Regions from separate parts of the Drosophila melanogaster genome. Here region 1 is linked to region 2. A link is a contact called in public Hi-C data. All regions are on one chromosome and are shown on one strand. The core of a region is the stretch at or near the end of the contact, and the rest is flanking DNA. Distances in the headings are between cores, read along the strand shown. Region 1 holds the start of Bacc (Bacchus). Region 2 holds the start of Sam-S (S-adenosylmethionine Synthetase).

Region 1 (6,505 bases), core at 1,156-3,655, 2.6 Mb before region 2:
TCTGTTGTTTGGAATCGAAAGATATGGAAACCAACGAATAATTTTCAAAACTATTCTTGAAATCTATACAATTCGTTACTGTACCACTAAGAATTATCCGTGCCAAACGTATCTCAACTAATTCATGATCATGGGATAATGATCATTATTCAATTGAATCCCGAAGAAACCCAACTAACTTTTGCGACACCCTGTTTAGCCGTCTTGTTTTATGTACTAAAATAAATACGCATAAGGCAGAGCAGAAAAAAAAGTGAAAGATAAATGTAAGCACATACGCAAACAGACAAAACGGTGTGTATACAAATTACGAGGGAGAGAGTTAGCAGCGCTCTCTATTTGTATCTATCTTTCTCCGGGGAGAGAGAGAGAGAGCGAGAGAACGCTCCCGTTAAACTGTACATTTTTATTTCGAGTTTGAGTCTGAGAAAAGCGCTTGATTTGCCAATTTATCTGCCTTACTGGCCGAACTATTTTATTTTTATCAAGAAATGTGCTACTCGATTATGGAATGCGACTGCTTCAGGCCCCCAAAACTTGTTCGAATACCGCGTGCTCTTGGCGATACTAACCAAAAATAAAGTGGCCAAACATGACATGAGTAATTTACCGGCCGGCAATGTGTGTTTTCATTGAGAGAGTGCATTGGCATCGCGCTGAATTGCGTTTGCGTTTGCATTTGCAATTCCCGTAGCCACAGCGACTGATAAATAAGGCCAAGCGTATGAGTTATAGACGTAATGCCACAATGTATCTATTGCTGGGTAACGCTGTTCAGCGGACACGTCAATGCTAATGACCTATGGGTTTATTAAAAACACATTACCCACCCCACCAAAGAAAAGGCCCTGGCTAACTGTACTCCCCGCCTATATAAGCACGGCGGCCCTCCTAACCTCGATTTGAACCTAACAACAATAATCTTTGATTGCCGGACCCGCAATCATCTTGGTTAATCGTAAACAACACAAACGCACAACCGAGCCAGCTATACGCTCTCTCTTTTGGGGGCATATGTAAGCCATTGGGAGAGTGCGCTGTTCCGAAAAACGTGTGTATATCTATTTCTAGAATTTTTCCTCGAACAATGCTATGCTACTGGCATATTGGCTTGGAGTGAATCATTAGAGGGGCCTCCTTTTGGTTTTACCGCGTAAACAACTACCTAGTCACATAGATCAGTACTCACTTCTGCTGGCCTCTTGGTGCCTTTCACGGATTCCTTTGCGGGGGCAGCGGCGGCGGCATCGGCGGCATCCTCGCCGTCCTTTGACGTACCGTTGTCGGCCGCGTCGCCGGCGGCATCGGCAGCAGCGGCCTTATCCTCGGCGGCCGCCTTCGCCTTGAGATCGTCCTTGACAGCAGACACATCATCTGCCGCCACCTTCTCCACGGCCACATCGCCGTTGTTCTGTTGTTCCGTAGCAGCCGACATATTTGAATTGGTTTCTTTGAGGTTTTCCGGAACTATTTAGTTTCTGCGTTATATAGAGAACAATTCGGGTTGGTTTTGTGGATTGTCTTGTTGTTGACAAAAAACCAGCGCAAAATACTCGGGGAAGGCGAGAGAGAGACAGAGAGAACCGCACCGAACGAAGCACACAAACACACTGAATGCGATTCAGCTGCGGGCCGTCTATTTAAGCACTGCCTCTCGAGGAGAGAGTAACTTTCTTTAAACGCTCTCGCTGCTCTCTTTTTCGCTCTCCCCGAAATCGTTACGACGCTCACTCGCTCTCTCTCTCCCACGCCATTGGCCCATACAATACACTCAAAAAATCGCCGCGGCATTTGTACAGCCGCAGTCGATAAGACAACAACAACAGCCCAGAGCAGAGCGATCGTTGGATTTTTGGTATATTATTTTGCGGTGATTTTCTGATAATATAGTATCTATATAGTAAGGCTTTAGGAGGTGCCATATATCAGGCGGCGCTACGGCAGGCAAAAGGATTTACTCGTAGGCCCCACTGATGTATGGAATATCCGTTTTCCTTTGGTTTGCTAACCACCGATATGTGCTCCCGTCGACGGTTCGTACAAGACTGAGCTTGCCGTCCGTTCGATGGCTAGAAATTGCCGCTTGCTTCTTCTTGCGCCAAATCGGTTGCAGACATTTTTGCCTATAACTTGAATACCTTTGTTCGGATCGGTTCAGAGACTGATCGAGGCTATAGCTGGTAGTATCCGCTTAATTTTGGGCTTTTTCCCGAGGCGCTGCGATCAAAACTAGATCCGCAAATGACAAGTTGAGTGGGTTTCCTGATTAATTCCATACAAAATCTGCTTGGGTTCCGTGAGTACGGTTGTGGGCGCGTTTGGCGGTAAATTTGAAAATTGCGCGCGCCAGTGGTGCGCTTGTGGGCCTGGGGGCGGGGTCTGGGGGTTGGTAGCGGCGATGGTGGTGTGTGGTGTGTGTGGTGCAGTCACTCTGTGGCGTTCTGACCGTTCGTCGGTGGAACAGAACAGAACAGAGCAGAACAGTGGATGTGGATGTTGCCGATGGGAAGAAGTGTTGCAGCATTGTTGCCGCAGATGCAGATGTGTGTGCTGTGTGTTGTATTCAGCACGGTATTCGTATTTATAGAGTGGACCAGCGTGGGACGCAATGTCGTCGCGGATTGGGGTCAATTGATTGGTAACGTGTGGGGAAGCAGGTGATTTTCGCGGACCAGGAAAGCGGGCAGCTATTTTTGAGATTCTAACTATTTAGATGCACGCAATCGGGGAAATGCTCTATTCCGGGATTATGCGTCTTAAAACTAGAATTAGAGAACTGGAGAAATAGCAAGAAAACAGCAATTTGCAACCCCATAAGATTCGAAAACATTTAAGGGTTAGTTTTCGAAATCGGCAATTTCCAGAAATATTAAACATCCTTAAGTCCTAATGGCCCCACCAAAGACTTCGACTTAAATGCCAATGCCTATCACTCGTCGAATTGGGTCCACCCTTGACTCTTTTTTCATGTGCCAATCTTTCTGTTGATCCCGCACTTGTGGTTCGACCATTTGATGGTGATGGCTTCGTTCGCCGCACGAACCCAGTGGGTTCAGGAATCGCCCAATATATGGGAAACTGGAACTGCCGAGTAGGCTATAACATATCGCCCATATCACCTGGTAGTCAACGTGCTCGAGTTGTACTGGCTCTTCTCTATAAATCTGTGTTATCAGTGGGACAATCACTGCGAGGTTGATCTTCAAGTTCATTCAAAATGTGCACATTAACGAGCGGAATAACAACCCATAAAGTAATACTAGAGGAATTCGACCGGAAGACATAAGGTTCTTGGTGCTATTTCCAGTAGCCTATCGACGAAAGGGTAATAACTATCGTTTGCCGGGTATCCAACAGTCGAGTTTCGATTGGACAGCCTCTCACGCTTTCAGCTATTTTCGTGCGAAAGCAATGGCAAATACGAATACCTAGGCTATATATCTGGTAATCTGAATAATACGGTCGACGACAGAGCGAGCGGACGACTGTCGACAGGCGGATCGCTAATTAAAACCGGCGAACATGTTCCGCGGCATCCCAACCGAGGCGGCATGGTGAACGTAAACACCTGTAATCGTGGCCCGTCGTCCACTCAGTTATCACATATTTGAGGAGCAGCGATGACTTTTTGCCTGAACATCGCTGCCTGATAAGCCGATTTGCGTCTCCATTTCGCTGTGCTTCCATGGGCCGCCTACCGTTCTTCTCTGGCTGTCACTGTCTCACTTTCCGTCCGCCGAACTCTCAGTATCCGTTCGAGTGGCTTGACGCTCGTCGGCCCAAGATTGGTGGGTCTCTCGCGATACGAATAGTCGTGCTCATCGGGCTTGTGAGACCACCTCTCGGTGTTGAACAATGGTATCTAGATTCCTGAGGACAACCTGTGCCAATTTCTCGAGTTATCGGCTTGGTTGGTACGACCGTAGTTACTTCAAGGTTAGACAACGGTTTCAAATGCAGGCAACCACCGGGTAGGTAGGATCTCAAGCAGGCAGAAATGGATGGATGGTCCTGCTTCCCGGAACCCAAACATCTGTCGATTCGGAAATTTTATGGCCCTTTCGAACACGAAACTAACGCAAGGGATTTTTCCCCGACCGTTGTCGTTACTGACCTGCCTCAGGAATTTCTCCCAGTGCACTTACACGTTGTTGCGTCATTAATTTGCTGTAGCATAAAGGTGCGAACAAATCTCAATGCAAACACAATCGATAGCCAGACGCTTCAGCTAGCATGTGTATCTAAAACACACACATCAGCTTGTATTCACGGCGATTAAGTTTTTCGCTCTTTCAGCTTAATGCGGTGCTTAATAGATTTCTTCTAATCGGGTTGTTAGGCTTTTCAAAAACGGAAGTTTCAGTTCTTTTGACAGCTTTATTTCGATATGATATCATCGATAGCATGGTAAACAATGTATGAAGAGTAGCGCAGCTCACCGTTCAGATACAAAACCAATTGTAGCGCATACGAATAGCCACCATAGGCTGTCCCTTCTAGCGCTTAGGTACCCAACAAGATGGCTGGGTGGAACAACATGAACAGGTTTACGACTCGATTAGAGTGATTGTTAGACTGTTGCTAGATGGGCGATTCGCTTGGTCGCTTGGCTGTTGTTTGGCTGCTTGACTCTCTGGATTCTTGATCTCTAGCGCTAGCACGTCATCGCCGTCGCCGTCGCATTGGACACTTTCGGAGTCGGGTCTCGTTTTCCCGGCATGTGCTAATGTTTCCACACGAGTGCCGGGCCACATGGACGCGACTCGACCAGGTATATGTACTGGCCCGGCTCACCTGCTCGCCTGCGTTTCACCTGCGTCAACGGGCGGTTTACACGCAATTATTAAAATGAATTTAAGCAGCCCCATTGTCTTCGATTTCCAATACCACCTGACCCAGCAGCAGCGCCGTGGTGTCATCACCAGTGGGTACCCGGGTCCTCGGCGGTGCCTTAATTGCGCAGAGCACCACAGCCGTGACGTGTGAGTGGACATTCTTCCGACGGCTGGCTGAAGGATGAAGGAGGACAGCCGCTACCACTGCAATGCTGCATCTGAAGTGCCCCAAATAGGCTTATACGCACCCCAGTCTCCCAGGCAGCCACCCAAAACCCCATCAGATATGGCAATCTATCGATTATTTTAGTGATGTGCTCACATTACAATTGGTCCTTTGGGCAGATTAGTTCTTTGAAAACCCGCCACTTTGGCTAGAAAACCCCCGAATGGCCAGCAACCAACCCAACCTCGTTCGTTCCCATATACCTTACTTTGCCATCTGCGTCATGCATTTCGCTGCACTGAGCACTTGTGGTGGGTGGTGGTGTTCCGTGTGCTGGGTGGTGGGTGGTGATGCGGTGGGTTAGCGTTTGGTGGTGCCAGTGCCGAGTGCCGCCGGTGGTTGCTTGGACCGCCGGAGATGAGTAGAGATACAGAGTGGGCAACAATGAATGAATCATTGGGGGAAGAGGCGGAGCCATCATCATGGCATCATAAGCGGAATCCGTTTGCACAGTCAAAATAAAACAACGGCCACCGAGAAAGATTGTGTGATTTGACTTTGTTGGCCTCAACAGAAATCATTTATTCAATAATTACATATTGACATACAAACATCAAAGGGGCGGCTGTTACATACGGTATGGACATATGTATGTACGTCGTAGATTATTATTATTTATTAAATTTTTTTTTTATTATTTTTATAAATTAATTATAAATTTTTATAAAAAATCACTAATTCGGACTTTCAGTTAAAATTTAACAGACATTCAAGGGTGTGGAAGAAAAAAGTTCTAAGGGGTTAAAATTTATTATAAAAAATTTATTAAAAAAAATAATTTTTATATGTATTTAAGTGAAAATATTATATGAACGGTTTCTATTTAAGTTAATATAAAAAAAATTGTATACTGTAAATAGCAAATGATCAATTAAATGATCTAGTCAGAATATGCAGACATTTATTTTGTTAATTTTTAGCATATGATTATCTATGGACAATATTTAAATATTATGAAAATAATGATATTTTAAATAATAGATTTTTAAATTTTAGAATTGTGTGGCCCCTTTTCGACACCCTTGGAACGGATGCTTCACAGCACTGTGCTGACAGCACTTACCAACACTGCTTGGGCGCCAAATACAGAGTTGCATTTGGAGAGTACAACTTTTATCCAACTTTCGAACGAGAATACAATCCGATACCAACTTCGGACTCCAAAATAGGAGTATACCCAGCTGGATCCTGCGCATGGCACCTACCAATCGGCGGAAAACCGCTTGCCACGGATTGACGCCCTGGAAGTGGAGATGCAACCCTAGCAGCTCACCGACAAAATGACCTTGCGCTGACATTGCCGCACAGCAGTTGAGGACGAAGAAGATTCGCGGAATCAGTGGTATCGCAATCCGGAGTTTGCTAGCACGCACAGGAAGTATCCAGAAAATCCAGAAAAATCCAAAGATGGCCTTCAATAAGCTGAGCATCGAAAACCTGGACT
Region 2 (6,507 bases), core at 3,812-6,311:
TCTCAGGCGATTGTTGGTCCAATGCCAACAGCACATTGCACGTTTTGAAATCGAAACCTTTTGTGAATTTCGAAGCGCGATTGCGAAGTGCACAATATCGTTTAAAGTTTGGTATTGGATTGTATCGAGATTGGTTTAATATGAAACGAAAAGAAAGATAAAAGAGAGAAGCGCAGCAATGGTGCACATACACAGGAAAATGTCTGTAAGTAATGTTCATAATATGATTTTAAACACCCTATTATTTTAGATTATAATTATATATATAAAAACGGTTTACAAAAAAATGTATTTTCTACAATCTTCATAAGCACTCTCTTGGTGTTTTTTCTATATACCAAAGTCTGGGAAAACTTTAAGCCTTCTTCCATAGGTCAGACAAGCCGCATGCAAGACTTCTCTTGCTTCCATAAAACGGTAACTAGCGGAATTTTAATGATTACATAAATCTTTCAATGGATTTGGTTGAATGCAATTTATGTGGTTAGAGAACGCCCGCAGTGTAATCCAAATGTGTGATATGTTATGTATTTCAGTCGTTATATATTTGCTTGAGGTGAAATTGTTAAGTTGTCTTCGACCAAATGGTTCGTAGCTGTGGGAAACAAGTCAATTTGATTTTTTTTGGGGCTTAAGAAAAAATAGTTATAGTAATAGTATTCCTATTGCTCATCAGCTTTTAATGACAAAGGCGAAACTCTTGTTGGCCTGTGAGCAAGCCAAGTTAATGTGGGAAAGATACGAATTAAGGGAAACACTTAACAAATGAAACGAAACGAACGAACGCACACACTCCGCATCACTTAGTGCTAGGCGGTAGTAGAAGAACGGAAAGCTTTGCTGTACCTGGTCACCAGCGCCGACGTCTTCTTCTTCGCGGTTGATATGAACGCCGTTGGCAATGTTGGGCGACTGTTGCTCGATGGCTACAAGCAGGTTAAGTGTCTTCCAATCGAAACCTTTTTGATTTTTATTTGATTTTATTGTTATTTAATATTGAGTTGACAGTATTGTTCGTAGGACCGACGTAGGGAACGAATTGTAATACCCGCCCACAAATTGTTTATGTACCTAATAGACACTTACCCTTGGAGGAGTCATCATAACCAATGTGCTGCACTGTCTCACGAACAACCTTCTGGTAGTCGACCACAGCCTTAGACGTGATCTCGCCGCACAGCAGAATCATGCCCGTCTTGGCGACGGTTTCTGTATTAAATATTATGGAATGTGTTAAAAGAAATTTCGGCAACTTTTTCAGGTAATCCAAAAACAGATTTGCCGGTGGTTTGACCTTGTTTTTTTATGTTGGCGCTATCGAATAAGTCAACTTCAAAAAGAATGGCACTCACGGTGATTCTTGATTAATTCTATGAATGAGATTATTTATTGTTGGTCAGCGCACCTTCATTGGCCGAATTTAATATAAATCTGATTTTGGGTCAGAGCAGTCATGTACTCCAGGTTTCATAACACTTACCACACGCCACCTTCGCGTTTGGATCCTGCTTCAGATGGGCATCCAAGATAGCGTCGCTGATTTGGTCGCACATTTTGTCTAAAAAAAATAAGGTAAGCAAGAGGTAAGCCAGAGGTGGGCGAAGAAGGAGGGGAAAGCATTTTTGTCGGGGAGTGGAAGGAGGAACGGGCCAAAATGTTATTCAGTGCGACGGATCAAAATTTGCTGGGCCATGCGGTTTCATTTAATCTGTCTGCTATTGACAGCGAAATTCAATTCCCAGAACAAGAGCATAAGGCGACCGTAGTGTTGTCCAAACACAAAATGATGACATTTGAAGCCGAATCGTCCATGAAATCCTGGGAGTCGGATTCATCTGATACCAGTCGGGTTGCTCGCGCTTGCCTCAAAACTTGGCGCGTAATTGGAGTCCGTCAACATTCGGCTACTTTTCGTAGTAAAGGCGTTATTGAACTCGAACATGCGTCAGCAATAGCAACATAAATTACCAAAACTGTTGACTCATAGAAATGGCGCATGGTATCGATTTCGGCTGGGATAATGATTGCGAGGAAACTAGTTAGGTCAAGGGTTTAAAGTAGCTACTCTGAAATGGGTTTCAGGGTTTCCAATTTCCGGCTAGTCTAATTATCTATTCTAACAAGTCCGTCACTCATTTATTACAAAAAGACAGGCGATATTAATGTCAACCATTTGGGGTGTATTCTTCTGAATGGCACTCGGCGCTTATCATCACGATTGTATAGGGCTAGATTGTCTAGGGCTAGCTTGCCAAGCCGACTTAATTAGCATTATAAAATAAAATAGTATAGAATAGTAAAAGTAATCAATGCGTAGTATAAAAGGTCGCTCGGCTTATCAACAGCTGTTGTCAAACACACTACTATACTGGTCGCCACTGCTGATATAAACAAACTCTGGGAGGGGCGAAAAGATCGAGCTCGAGCAAAACACGTGGTTGGCAATTTCGGTGAAAAAAATAAGCTTTGACAGCGGTCTAGAAAAATGTAAGGTATGTTTGTGTTGGCCGTTGTTTTGATCGCCATCTGCGATCAAATGAACAAGTGCGTGGACAACGTAGAACAACGTAGAGAATACTTGAATTTCGCATCTCCCATGAGCCACAAGCACATGGTGCGCATGACGTAGTCTCTCTGTACACACATACATACATATGTGAGAGCCGCAAACGATAAAGAACCAGTCTATTAATTGCGTCTGCCCATCCAAGCACAAGGTTTAGCCCGCTGTTGTGCGGGGATTTCAAGAGAAGCCAGCTGTTCTCCGTGGTCCCAGCTTTCCGGCTTGGTCACCGGGCGATGCAACAGAGGCACGTTTTACTAGCTCTTCTTCCCGTTCTCAGCCTCTGTTCAAGTCGTGCAAATTGGGTAGAAATCAACAAAGGTATGGACATAATTTCGTCGCCATTTTGTTAGAGTTCAGGCGGTAAGCAGAAGTGAGTAGACGGTGGAGGTGTGGAACTGGGTATACAGGGAAAGGGACTTCAGACAGAAGGGCCTCAGACGCTAGAGAATCAGTTTGGTCAGGTTATGAGAACTGACAGGCAACATCTCTCACCACGCCCGAAGGGGCATTTGAGATTGTTTCTTTTTTTACACTGACACTATCGGTATGATGCAATAGGAGGCGCCGCAGATGCAATGAAGCACTCACCTGGATGACCCTCGCCAACGGACTCGGAAGTGAACAGGAATGTAGCTCCGTCTTCCATGTCATATGAGTTGCCATTGCTGCCGTTGCATCCGTTGGCGCTATGTCCGTTTGTCTTTTGCGGCATGTTGATGGGTAGTTTGTAATATGTAACTCGAAGTTTGAAGGGGCAATGGGGGAGCAGTGCTATAACCCGAGTTCCGGTCGGCTAAATTGTTGGTGGAGCTGGGGGAACAGAGAGAAAGAGAGGCCACATTAGCGGTTGTTAAAAAACGCTTAACGAAATTGATTTTCCGAACTCTTGCAAAACACATCTATTTTCGCATTCGCGAATCTAAGCTATAGGCCGCCTCGAGGCTGTTGGGATTTTCCGGTATTCGCACACTTTTCGTTATAGTTTTTTTTATATAATCGCCCTTCTTTTATGTTTTTATGCTGCGCGTTTGCCACAATCGTCGCTACATACATGAGACGCACGTTGAGCGGGTTCAAAGCTAAACTAGTCGCTAGGTGAGGGCTCGGTGCTGCTAGCTGTTTAAAATGCGTGTTCGACGTTCTAGCTATTAGTTCAACAAATTATACACACTGATTCTGAGTTATACTGGTTCAGCGACGGCAACCAAATCAGCGGCGCAGCCAACACACGTCCTATCTTAGCGACGGTTCTGAAGAAAAAGAGCGCAACTTTTTAATGCCATTCAGAATTTATACCTCCAACGAGAGAGCGGGCTTTTGCTTATCGTCGCAAACGGAGGAGGCGGTTCTCTTCGGCTGACTCGATTATTATTTTGAGACTTATTTGGGCGCTCTTTAGGGAAACTTTCCTAGCGTTCTCGGTACTCTCAAATGATTTTACTTCTTCAGTATCTCCACGTTTTTGGGTTTTAAGCAGCTGTTCCGCCGCCCAGCGTTGCCACCCCGCTCCGGAGTGAACTGTAGTGAATCTAGATCCAGATCCTTTATTTTATACTCACTGTGGTTTTGAACAAAGGATCAGACAAGATATGGATTATAGTCTCGACTAGCTTCCTGCTCAACCTGCGTTCAACTGCGGATGATTTTTACAGACGAATAATATTTATAAATTTTTGTAGACAGCATTTGAGAAGATGAGTCGGCAAGAAATAAGAGCTTATCAGAACAAAACTATGTGCTACCACGGCAGCCACCTATATACCTAATTTTTAAAATCTGTTTAGCATTGCTCTCTCGGCTTCTCTTATGTACAGCAATTGACATATACATATTCGATGATATAGACAATCGCTACACGAAGCGCAATTCGAAGCGAATTTTTAAACGAATGTCTGTATCTGTTGAAACCCTAGCTTTTCCCTAACATGGAGTGACTGCCCTTTTGGAGATGGATCGTTCGACACTATCTTGTCAAGGAAAGTCGTCAATTAGGGTTCTCATACTATTCGAACAATTTGTGCTTTTGAAAAAGTGCTTACGTCATGCCACAGCCAAGAAGACAAACAAGGTCTGCCAAGATCAAGGAGCCTGGTAATCAGTTTTTGCATGTACATTTTTTAAAATTCTAATACCCACTGAATATAACCGAAAACAACAAGCCCCATTATCTTTCAAATAAGGTGTGACCCCACGGGGCCTAAGAAGATCGCGTGTGCCTGAACGAACAGATGCGCAGGGCACATTATTCTTGAGCACAAATGGTGGGTGCTTGCGAACTGTAGATTGTGGCAATGCATTTATTTTACTGATTTATCGTCAGTTATTGTAATAGCCTTAACTAAACAATTTATCACTTTGCCAATAACAAGGTTTTTTATTATTTCACTTTTCTAATACATATATAATTTTCTTTTTGCCGTAAGAAACGTTCTCAATACGTAGACAAAAATATTTAAACTTAAAATGCTCAATTTTCAAGACACTTCACAAGAGCTATCAGCTACAATGACTGGGCAAAAGCCAATTATTTAAATAAATTCATTATATGGTAAAATATACTGCACGCAATTAAGTGCACAATTTTCTTTTGAATATATGAAAGGCACGCGCCAATAAGCCAAAATGATACGGCAACTCTCCCCGATATACGTCAGATAGGGCGATAAACAGATGTTTGTGAAAAAACAAATTGAACAAATAGTGAAAAGTTAAATGCGAGCGTTAATAGCGACCACGTCACGTTTTGTCGGCAAAAATGAGGGTTTGGGTAGCTTATAGTGCAGCTGCACTCTTACTGTTGGTGCACGCGGGTCCGGAAAGCATCAGTGGACAGGAGGTGCCCCAAAGCAAAACATCAAGCAACACCACCACTACAGATAATAGTAGCTCTATCCACACCGTTTCGGATGTCTTCGTCAACAGTCCGCTTGGAAATGTCACGCCCTCGATTTCTGCATCTGGTAATGCAAGCACCACGAAAAGGGGAAACGCATCCACATTGGTCACAGATCCGCCTCTAATCGATTCCCATGCTGTCGAGCAGGAGCACAACTCCTCACTCTCACTGTTTTTCGTCATCTGCGTTATCATGTTGGGCATCCTGCTTATCCACTCTATGCTCCAGACCGGGTTCCAGTACCTGCCAGAAAGCATTGTGGTAGTCTTTCTGGGCGCCTTTATTGGCCTTTCGCTGAACGTTATGTCTGGGCAGAATGGCAGTTGGAAACGTGAAGAGGTCTTCTCGCCCATGGGCTTCTTTCTGGTGCTCCTGCCGCCCATTATATTCGAGTCCGGTTACAATCTGCACAAGGGAAACTTCTTTCAGAACATCGGATCCATACTGGTCTTTGCCATATTCGGTACAACAATTTCTGCACTAGTCATCGGGGCGGGGATTTACCTGCTGGGCCTGGGGGAGGTGGCATTTCGGCAAGTTTAAAATAAATTGTCAATTTCATTCAATAATTTATCCTAAATTTTAGCCTAAGCTTTTCGGAATCCTTTGCCTTCGGTTCTCTCATCTCTGCTGTTGATCCTGTGGCAACAGTGGCAATTTTCCATGCTCTTGACGTAGACCCCATACTCAACATGTTGGTATTCGGCGAAAGCATCCTCAACGACGCCATATCTATTGTGCTGACTGCATCCATAACCCAATCCGCTAACGTCAATGCTGAGGCCAGCACTGGAGAAGCCATGTTCAGCGCGTTGAAGACCTTTTGCGCGATGTTCTTTGCTTCGGCGGGCATTGGAGTCATATTTGCACTAATTTCGGCTCTTCTTCTGAAGCACATCGATTTACGAAAGCATCCATCCCTCGAGTTCGCGATGATGCTAATGTTTACTTACGCACCTTACGTCTTGGCAGAGGGAATACACTTAAGCGGTATATCAATGTTGTTGACTATGACTCTAAAAGCTAAACATTTTTTTCAACTATA

What was found. A called contact is a pair of places that touch in the nucleus more often than the background predicts.
Region 1: a Hi-C map of the Kc167 cell line shows a contact between it and region 2, with 4 times the contacts expected there. A contact is called at or near these places in 4 of 107 Hi-C or Micro-C datasets (the Kc167 cell line, eye imaginal disc, larval central nervous system and 1 more).

Annotation. Positions count from the first base shown.
Region 1 is chr2L:2,748,345-2,754,849 of dm6, reverse strand. Bacc (Bacchus) reads right to left here and starts at 2,405. Exons shown (of 4, transcript NM_001273031.2): 1 at 2,010-2,405; 2 at 1,190-1,478. The coding sequence starts at 1,435. It overlaps Pgk (Phosphoglycerate kinase), which reads left to right and starts at 1,782. Exons shown (of 4, transcript NM_001273029.1): 1 at 1,782-1,855; 2 at 6,058-6,505. The coding sequence starts at 6,469.
Region 2 is chr2L:105,457-111,963 of dm6, reverse strand. It overlaps Sam-S (S-adenosylmethionine Synthetase), which reads right to left and starts at 5,061. Exons shown (of 8, transcript NM_205880.1): 1 at 4,964-5,061; 2 at 4,126-4,199; 3 at 3,155-3,376; 4 at 1,481-1,558; 5 at 1,087-1,209; 6 at 1-57. The coding sequence starts at 3,278. It overlaps Nhe1 (Na[+]/H[+] hydrogen exchanger 1), which reads left to right and starts at 5,232. Exons shown (of 5, transcript NM_134647.4): 1 at 5,232-5,995; 2 at 6,049-6,452. The coding sequence starts at 5,322.